Linked DNA regions of Ovis aries: region 2 is linked to region 1. The links are chromatin contacts, called in public Hi-C maps. All regions are on one chromosome and are shown on one strand. The core of a region is the stretch at or near the end of the contact, and the rest is flanking DNA. Distances in the headings are between cores, read along the strand shown.

Evidence for each region. A called contact is a pair of places that touch in the nucleus more often than the background predicts.
Region 2: a contact with region 1 is called in a Hi-C map of liver, with 2.3 times the contacts expected there. The contact joins the enhancer-like site here to the promoter of SUMO3 in region 1. A contact is called at or near these places in 7 of 16 Hi-C or Micro-C datasets (blood, hypothalamus, liver and 3 more).

The regions. Positions count from the first base shown.
Region 1 is chr1:265,399,384-265,404,077 of ARS-UI_Ramb_v3.0, forward strand. SUMO3 (small ubiquitin like modifier 3) reads right to left here and starts at 3,239. Exons shown (of 3, transcript XM_060406248.1): 1 at 3,116-3,239. The coding sequence starts at 3,136.
Region 2 is chr1:265,476,568-265,481,406 of ARS-UI_Ramb_v3.0, forward strand. It overlaps ITGB2 (integrin subunit beta 2), which reads right to left. Exons shown (of 16, transcript NM_001009485.1): 9 at 4,498-4,587; 10 at 3,649-3,789; 11 at 2,034-2,221; 12 at 1,704-1,948; 13 at 1,377-1,596; 14 at 982-1,187. Among named protein-coding and RNA genes, the nearest start is that of ITGB2, 28 kb to the right of the region's middle. Within about 2 kb of position 3,479, at least 6 of the 54 cell types and tissues checked have an H3K27ac peak or open chromatin away from gene starts, as enhancers often do. A contact at or near this core is called in hypothalamus and liver, where this site is marked.

The sequences.
Region 1 (4,694 bases), core at 1,989-4,488:
AGCCCTGGGACCTGCTCCCCGCCACATGGAGGAGAAAGGAAAGGAGGCCCCTGGAGCCAGAGTAGGGGAGCTCAGATTGGCTCTGAGAAGTGGTCCCAGTAGGCAAGACTCTAGCAACAAGCCCCCATCTGATGAAGCTGGGGGGTCCCAAAATCAGCACCTCACCACTCCCCAGAAACCAAGGATGCTTTTGCTTTTTCATCTTTTCAAATAAAGGTTTTATTTTTTAAAAATCCCACATTTCCAAAAAAGTTGCCACGCAGAGGCAGAGTGCTCCTACACGCCCCACTGGGTCTCCTTGGTGTTAGCATCTCACGCGCTACAGTGTGCCTCCTGCCCAAGAACGCAACGCTAGCACACCGCTAGCGACAGAACTGCAAGCTTTTTCGTATTTCACCAGTTTTTCCACTAATACTCTTTCTGTTTTGTATTTCACAATTTTTCTCCACTAATACCATTTTTCTGTTCCAGAATCCAATCCAGGGTACCTCCTTGCATTTACAGATATGATTTCCTATCCATTTATTCTTTTATTTCTTTGCTGCTTATTCACTGTGTTAAAATACACATAAAATTTACCACCTCAGCCATTTTTAAGTGTACAATTTATAGTATAAAATACAACCACCGCCACCATCCATCTCTACAACTCTTTTCATCTTATAAAACTGAAACTCTGTCCCCATTAAACCCTCACTCGTCCTCCCCCAGCCACTGGCAACCACCATTCTTCCGCTTCCATGAATCTGACTCCTCTAGGGACCTCCTCTAAGTGGAATTTCGGTATATGTCCTCTTGTGACTGCCTTACATCAATCAGCATAATAATGTCTTCCAGGTTCATCCCTGATGTAGCAAGGGTCGAGATTTCCTTCCTTTTTAAGCCTGAATAGACCAGGCCTGCCTGGTGGCTCAGGTGGTAAAGAATCTGCCTGCAATGCAGAAGACCTGGGTTCAGTTCCTGGGTTGGGAAGATCCCCTGGAAATGGAAATGGCTCCCACTCCAGTTATTCTTGCCTGGAGAATTCCATGGACGAGGAGCCTGGCGGGCTATAGTCTGTGGGTCCACAGAGCTGGACATCACTGAGCCAGTAACACTTTCACCCAGCAGTAGAGCTGCTGGATCATATGGAAATTCTGCTTTTAATTCTTTGAGGAACTTCCATTCTCTCTTCCATGGCAGCTGCATCATTTGACATTCCCACCAACAATTCCAACTTCTCCGCACCCTCTCCAGCACTTGCTGCTCTCTGTTTTGATTTTTAAAGGAGCCATCCTAATGGGCATCAGGCAGCATCTCGTCGTAGTTCTGTTTGCATTCCCCTGATCAGTGATATCAAGCATCATTCCATGAGCTTCTTGGCTATTTGTATGTCTTCTCTGGAGAAATGTCTATTCAGGTTTTTTTGATCATTATTTTAATGAGGTCAGTTATTTTCTTGTTGAGTTTTAGGAGTTCTCTATATAGTCTAAATATTGATCCTTTACGAGATATGCAATGTAGAAGGAAAATCAAAAGGGAGTCGGTGTTGCTCAGAGAGCCCCTCAGACAGAACCCAGAGACCACTGAGGACGGGACTCACGCTCATCTCAACCAGGATGGAGTTTGACCTGTGACCACATCCTATCCTGACGAAGCATCCAGGATACCTGCCCAAAACTCGAGACGCCTGTGGGACCCTGACCCTGAAACAACGCGTGACAGCCACCCCTTCGGGACACACATTTCTTTTATGTCAGAGTTCAGCCTTGTGGCTCTTGCCTTTGTAAGCCCCTGATTCTTTCTCTTACCCAGAAAGCTCTTTGGTTTACCCAAATCTGTGTCTCCCAAATCACAATTCCTAACACCCCAAATTACTTTCTTATTGGCAGTCTTCTGTGGGTTTCCTTGAGTTGATAGTGGTTTGAAGATATCATCTCTTTTCTGTGGTTGCATTTTTACCGTTCTTTTATCAGTGTCTTTTGATGTATAAAATTTTTAAATTTTCATAAGTCGTTTTTACCCAAAGGATCAGTATTGGGCGTATTTCACTATCTCACTGCATTTAAACTCAGGAAGAGGAGACCACCTAGAGAGCATAAGGAAAGGCAGTTACATCTGCTCCCACCCCCACCGGAAAAGCAAAGGCAGCTCCGAGGAGGCTCCAGGGCGGAAAGGGCCGCATCCATCGGGGCCCCACCGTGGGATCCCGTCCAGGGGCTCCGTGCAGGCGCACCCAGCCCGGCTCTGCCTCCCGTACGCACTAGGGTGCGATCTCCAAGCAACAGCAGCGGGGTAAGAGGCTGCGCGCAGAGCAAGAGTGCAGACGAAAAGCTCCAGAAACCCATTTCCAAGACTAATGTTCATGACCGCGGACCTTCGCGAGGACTGCCGGCCAGGGCACCAGACTGCAGAGCGCACACTCGGCAGCGGCGACGCGGGATGGGCGCACACCCAAGGGGCCGCAGTGGACCCAGACAAGTCAGGCCTCTCGGAGCCCCTGCCCAGCCTGCGCCCTCTCGGCGCTCCGCAGCGAGGACTAAGGAGGGGACCGAGGACTAAGGAGGGGACCACGCGCACGCGGGGCAGTAGAGCCCAGGCTGGCCGGTCCCCGTGAGGGGCATAGTTAGGGAGGGACCTGGCGAAGGAAGAGGTCTTGGGAAGGAACGGCCCCAGACAGGGTTTGGGGACGCGGGCGATGTTGGCGGATGAAGAGGCTCCAGACTAGAAGCTCTGGCTCTACCAGACTCGGGCCAACGGGGCGGGGCTCCCCGCACGGCGGGCCGGGTTGGAGCCGAGGGGTGGAGTTCGAACAGTGGACGCAGAAGCTGGGCGGAGTCGGAACGCGAGGGCGGAGTCTGGGTAGGGGCGGTGCCTGGAAGGGGCGGGGTCTGGGTAGGGGCGGGGCCTGGAAGGAGGGCGGGGCGCGAGACCGGGCGGGGGGAGGGGAACCGAGCGGGGCACGGCGGCGTGGGGGAGGGGTGAAGGGAGAAGGGGGGAGGGGAGGCCCAGCGGCGCGGCTCGGCACGGGTCCCAGCGGCCGGCGGCGGAGGGCGGCGGGGCCCCGAGCGCGGGCGCGGGGGCGGCGCGGGCGTGGGGGCTGAGTCCGGCCCGACCCCCACCCGCCGGCCCTTACCTTGGGCTTCTCCTCGGACATGGCTGCGCTCGGAGGGCAGCGGGACGGCAGGCAGCCCCAGGCGAGCGACTCACGCTCTCGGCCCGCCGCTCTCCCGCCGCAACTGCTCGCGGGGCCGCGCTTTGCCCCCAAATCCCTGCGCGCAGGTTGGCCGGCGAGGGTCACGTGGCAGTCGCGCGTGCACGAGGCGCGCTCCCGGCCGTCGGGCGCGTGCCCGGCCGACCAGGGTTCCTGGCTGTTGGAAATGCGTCACCGGGCGGGTCCTGCGCGGTCAGGCGTCTGGCCTTCGGGGGTGCTCCGGGCAGCGAGGCCTGGGGCCGCTGGAGGAGTAGGGGTGCGCTGCGACTCGGGGAGCGCACAGAGCAGCTAGGGTCGAGGTCAGGGGCGGTGCATAGGGCAGCTGGGGTGGCGTGGGGTAAGCTGTGGGGCAGGGGGCGCTGGGACTCAGAGGTGCCCGGGGCCGCGAGGGCCCGGGGAGCCGCTGGAAGGCGCGCGGGGACCCCGAGGGGGCGCACTGGGACCCCCAAGGGTGCACAGAGATCCAAGCCATGAGGCCTGACACCCGATCTTGTAGCCTGAGAATGGCCGGTTCACCTCTTCAGTCCCCGTCTCCCAAACTGGCCACTCACCTACCGCAGCTCCACCAGCCAAACCCCATTGCACTCACTGACTCCCGTATAGTGCGTGCCTTTCTCAGAAGGAAACAAGGAAAATAAAGCCAGCCAGGAGAACCACCTCCACAGTGGCCCCAGGAGACCTGAGTGAAAGAGCTGCTCTGGAAGGGACCCAACGCTACTAGGAAAAGCCAGCTAACCTCCACTGAGGAGCCGAAGGTCAGGTCATGAGGAAGTGGGAGTGAGGAAGAATGCCTACCAGGCCGACCCACCTGGCAGCTCCGTCCACAAAGGACATATGGTGTGTTCATTCAGCAAGGCCACGCAGGCTCCAAAGTCCGCTGCCTCCACCCTGAGCTTCGGGTGAACAGAGGCATCAAGAGGCCTTTCTAAGAGGGCCTCGGGGTGGTGGAAAGTCTCTAGTTCCACCCACTTTGCGATCTGTGCTCCCTGAATGTGTGTGGCTCCTTCCTCTCCCCTTGTCCAGCCCTCTTCAGGGTCCTTCTGAGCCTGGCCAGTGGAAGCTGAGCACCTGGGGAGACAGTGATCTAGCCCATTGGGTTTAGCGCATTTCCTGTCAATATCGAAAGACCGTAAAGCCAAGTTTTCATGGACCTTAATCTAACCGTTTTTGACTCTTAAAAATTCACTTTTTGGGACTTCCCTGGTGGTCCAGTGGTTAAGAGTCTGCCTTGCAATGCAGGCAATGCTGATTGCTGGGTTGGGGAAACTTAAGATCCTATTGGATATGAGCCTGCATGAGGTGCCAGGAAAGCTCCCGAGTGATGCAAAGAAGATGCGCCACAACTAAGACCTGAAGCAGCCGAAATAATATTTTTTAATTATTTGAGAAAAGAGAACACTGACAAAACATTGTCAAAATCAATGGGAGAGAGGGAAAGAGCGCCCCAGAATGGAGCTGCCACATCACAGACTAAGTCTCTTAGTTGACAGGTGAGGTCAGA
Region 2 (4,839 bases), core at 2,229-4,728, 77 kb after region 1:
CCTGTGTGGACAGCTGTCACATGTCTGCTGCGGTCACCCTGGAGGCTGGCCTGGAAGCCTGTGCCTGCACCCTCAGCCTCTCTGAGTGGGAAGGGCGGGGTACTCAGATCTGGGGTCCAGATGGCTCTGGGTCCTGCTGCTCCAACCCTTACACCCATCTCCTCAGGGGTCTATTGTTCCAAGTCCCTCCAACTCCAATGTACTTCCTTGAAACTGACCCACCCTCTGCCCCCACTTGTCACCTGTCCCTTCCGATCCTGCCCAGAGCTACACTCCAGAGCAGGCTCTGTCCCCACCGCCCCAGGACCCCAGCCCAGCTCTGCTCAGTGTCTGGACCTGGCGGTGGTCCTTCCCAGGTGTATGTCCAGCTTCTGAAAGCCATGTGCTCCTCTGAAAGCTGTTGGCAGCCTCCTTTTATGTCTGGGAAGAGACCTAAGGCTCCCCTGGACTCTCAGAGCTAAGTGCCCAGCCCAGCACCTCCGACCTTCTCCAACTATCTGCAACTGTCCTCCTTAGAGATATCTTCTGACCTCTGACCTCAGAGACAGGCTCCGCTGGAGTCTTTGCCCCTCAGAACCTGCTCATATATCCCCAGCCTGTGTCATGGAGGGACCTATGAAGACTGCGCTGGTCTCTGGGTCCTGGGCAGAGCCGGGTGACTGGCGGGTAGTGGGCATCTGGGGAAGAGAGCAGCAGCTCTGCGGGCCCTTCCAGGGCAAGGGCTGGACTTGGGTCTGGAGGTCCCCACTGTCCCCTCCGCCTGGCTCTCAGGACCCACTCTCCAGAAGCGCTCAGCTTGGGGAAGCGCTACTGTGGGACAGCCCGCCGACCAGGTATACAACGACTGGGGCGGGCTGAGATGCGTTGGGGGCGGGATATGGTGGGGGTGCGGCGGGGGCGGGCTGAGAGATGCGGGGCCCGGGGGTGGGGAGTGGGGGCGCGGGGGGGGACTCTTCCCGACACCCCCCGCCCCGGGCTCACCGAGCATGTCGTCCACGTGCACGTCGTATCTGTTCCGCCCGTCGCGCTGCACCAGGGTGTAGGTCATCCAGCAGCCCTCGGAGTCACGCTCCTTGCACTTGCGGCCGCCGGGCACCGGGCTGGACAGCAGCTTCGTCTGCCCGCACGCTGCGCTGCAGTTCTTGGCGAAGGGACCCTTGTCGAACTTCAGGCACTCGGTGCAGGGGCTGGGGGGAGCCGGGGCGTGAGCGCGGGCGGGGTTGGGAGGAGTGGCCGCCGTGAGCGGCGGGTTTGTGCAGGCCCTTCTGTGGAGGGCGGGCTGCCCGCGCCCGCGCCCCCGCCCCGCGCCCGGGGCCGGGCAGTGGTTCTCCCCACCCGCAAGGAGGTGCGAGACCGGCAGGGCGGCGGACACTCACGCGAAGCCAGCGCAGGGCACGGGGCAGCCCGGGCAGTCGATGCACAGGGGCGGCTGGTAGCCGGGGTCGCACTGGCACACGTTGCAGCGGCATCGGCCGCGGCCGCTGCACTCGACGCCGTCCAGGTTGAGGCAGCCCTGAGTGGACTTGAGGCACTGGCACGCCGAGCCCTCATGCTGGTCGTTGCACCTGCAGGTGCCGCAGAAGCAGAGCCCCCTCTCTGGAAGACAGCGCGGCCGCGGACTCAGTCCCGCCCCAGCCCCCGCCCTGGCCAAAGCCCCCGGCCCCACGCGGCCGAGGCTCTTCCCGCGGCCCCCCAGCGCTCACTGTCGCCCCCGCAGACTTGGCCGTCGTAGCGCTCGCAGTTGACGTTGTCGCACTCGCAGAACTGGCCGTAGATCTTCTTGTTGGGCACGTCGCTCGTGTGGCACACGCACTGCCCGCAGATGCAGTCCCCCAGCCCCGAGCAGATGATGGAGCTGTTGTCCTTGCGGCAGCTGCCCTCCAGCTCCTGGCTGCTCCGGCCGTGCGTCTGGCACTCGCAGTTCTTCCCGATGTAGCCGGCGTCGCACCTGCGAGAACGCGGGGTCAGAGGCCCCCGGGGCGCACCCTGCTTCCGCGCGCCGGCGCCGGGGGCGGGGCGGGGCGCGGCCTCACCTGCAGACGCCGCACTCCATCGAGCCTCTGCCACCGCAGACGCTGCGGTCCCTGCTGGCTTCCCGGCATTGGCACTCGCACTGGGGAAGGACCCGCACGGTCACCGTGTCCGTGAAGCCCAGCGCCCGGATGGTGAAGGACTGCTCCTGGATGCACTCGGTGGCTGTGACCTTCACCTGGAAGGTGATCTGTCATGGGAACGTAGAGCTCCGGTGAGCACGGGACCCCAGGGTCATGACCCTACTCTGATCTCCTCTGGGCAGCATGGACAAGGGCACAGCCTAGAAGAGGAAGGGCCACCGCCCTCTGCTGCCAGGCTGGTGGAGTGGATCGAGGTGGGAGAGGGGAAGGACAGGGACATTCCAGGTGGCTCCAGGGCTCAGGAAGGGAGATGAGGGAGAAGATGACAGCTGGAAACTCAGAGATGCTGAAACATGCGCCCCCACGCAGCTCCCCCCCCACGCCCCCACCATCCTCAGGTGCCCTGGACTTGCAGGGAGGTCTCTTTAGAATTCTTTTAATCACTCATCTCTTAAAGGGATTTTAAAGTGACTTTGTATTAATAAATGATGTCTATTTTCTCCAGGTATTTTGTCCTGAAGCCCGGAGGCTAAGATGTCAGAATACCATAGGAAGTCCCAGATTCTGCCTGTGAGGGTGTATCTTGAGCCTGAATGCCCCAGGAGAACTGAGCCGGCAGCACAGAGTCCCCCCACCTACACTGCTCTGCTGCTCAGCCCTCAGGGAGCTTCAGGGAGCACCTCCTCAGCCTCACTGCCGGTCAACAGTAAGTGAGTCTCCACCCAGTACATGAAGTCAGAGCGGAAGCATCAGGGAGGAATCAGGCAATCAACACTGAGTGCATTCGGGTATGGATCCCCCAGTAAGAGGGGCAGAGATTTCAGTCAAAATTCACATGCATTTAGTAAGGCACATATTTGAAAGAATTTCAATGTCATTCAGAAATAAAAGCAAGTATTTTGCTGAATATTAATTCAAAGCTGGTGAAAGGAAATGATTAATCATTCCTGGTCATGGCAAATTTAAACTATTAGAGAAATAACTCACTGCCTGCTTGTAATCATCTGTGTGGCCCCTGCTTTAATGTCTTTGTCAAAAAACAAGAATACAGGGACTTCCCTGGTGGTCCAGGGGTTGAGAACCTGCCTTCCAATGCAGGGGACTTGGGGTTCCACCCCAGGCTGGGGAACTAAGATCCCACATGCCAAGGGGCAACTAAGCCCCTCACCACAACTGGAGAGCCCACGTGACACAATGAAGACCTGATGCAGCCAAATAAATTCATAACAATAATAACAATAAACAAAACCACAAAATCAGGAAAATCAAACCAAAGCAGATGCCCAGAGGGGAAGGAATGCCCTTTTTAGGTGTGTGGGGCTATGCCCAGCATCTGCCACCAGGGGGCGCTGCAGTCCTCACAGTCAGGGGTCTGTCCCCATCAGGCCACAGCGTGTGTGGATCTTAAAGGGAAGGAACTGGACCGGAGGTGGACAGGCCCAACCTCTAGCTGATCCCCGGTAGGCCGTTGGCCAGGGCACACCCTCTTGCTGTCCCAGGGGAGCCCCTTCCAGAGGCTGGGAGGGAGCCTCACCGGGACGTTGATCTGGACGCCGTCGCAGTCCCCTCTGGGCTGGTCCACCTGCGACACCCCGTTACTGCAGAAGGAGTCGTAGGCGACTTTCAGGGTGTCAGGGAGGGTGTTGTGATCCAGGAATACTCTGGAGGACAGTTTCTGTGGGGAGACAGTAGCACCATCAGACCCATCTTCCAGGCCACGGCTGGCATGCCTCTAACCTCCCCCACCACCCACCACGCATCCATGGAGAGCTCTGTGGGTGCCAGGTTACCCATGTCATGCCCCTCAAGACAGGCCAGTGGCGGCTACGGACGTGGAGACGGGTCCCAGCCCCCCATGAGAACAGAAGCTCAACTGCCCACTCACCACTGAAACCCCAGTGCCTGGCACAGGGCAGGAGCTGGAAAAACTGTTTACGTGAATGAGAGAGAGACAGACACAGAGAGAGATAAACAGAGAGACACAGAGGTAGACACAGAAAGGTGAGACAGCCCCTCCCAGGCAGCATCTGGAGTTTGGGAGGGCCTGCTGGGGCTTAGGGCTCCAACAGGGCAGGAGCAGCAGATGGAGCTCCTCTCGGGGGCTCCGACTTCACCCAGTGGGGCCAGCGCTTCCTGGTGTGCCCAGCGAGCTGTGCCCGAGGCCCTCAGGCCCTGCGGCTGTAAGAGGGCTTGGCGCTCATGTTCCAGCCAAGTGCAGGAGGGCCTGGGGTGGCACCTACCGTGCCATTAACCAGGGAGGACATTGCTGCCCAGGGGAGGTGCCCGAGTGTGGCCCAGACAAGGCCGGCGCTCTCCGCACCAGACCACCCTCCTCTTAACCTGCGGTGGGGACCCCGTCTTCGCTGACTGCCTGGGGACTCACATTGTAGGCACTCTTGATAAGCTCCACCACGTTCTTGGAATCTTCAGACAGCTCCCCGACTGCAGACTTGGGGATGATTTCTGTCAGCTTCTGTCGGGGCAGAACACAGGTGGTCGTGGCCAGAACCATGGGGCTGAAGGCGCCGCAGGGCCCACCCGGTTCTCTCACAGCCCTGAGGGTCTCCTTCCTGCTGGTGAGATGGCCCAGACAACCCACCCCCCCTCCCCGCCCCCGCCGACTTCTCACTGTGCGCATGGTCAGCGCTGTGCGGGCAGACACTGACTTGGTAAAACTACTTCCCCCTGGGTATTTCAAGCTGGTCACTGAAAGCAGAGCCAGGAA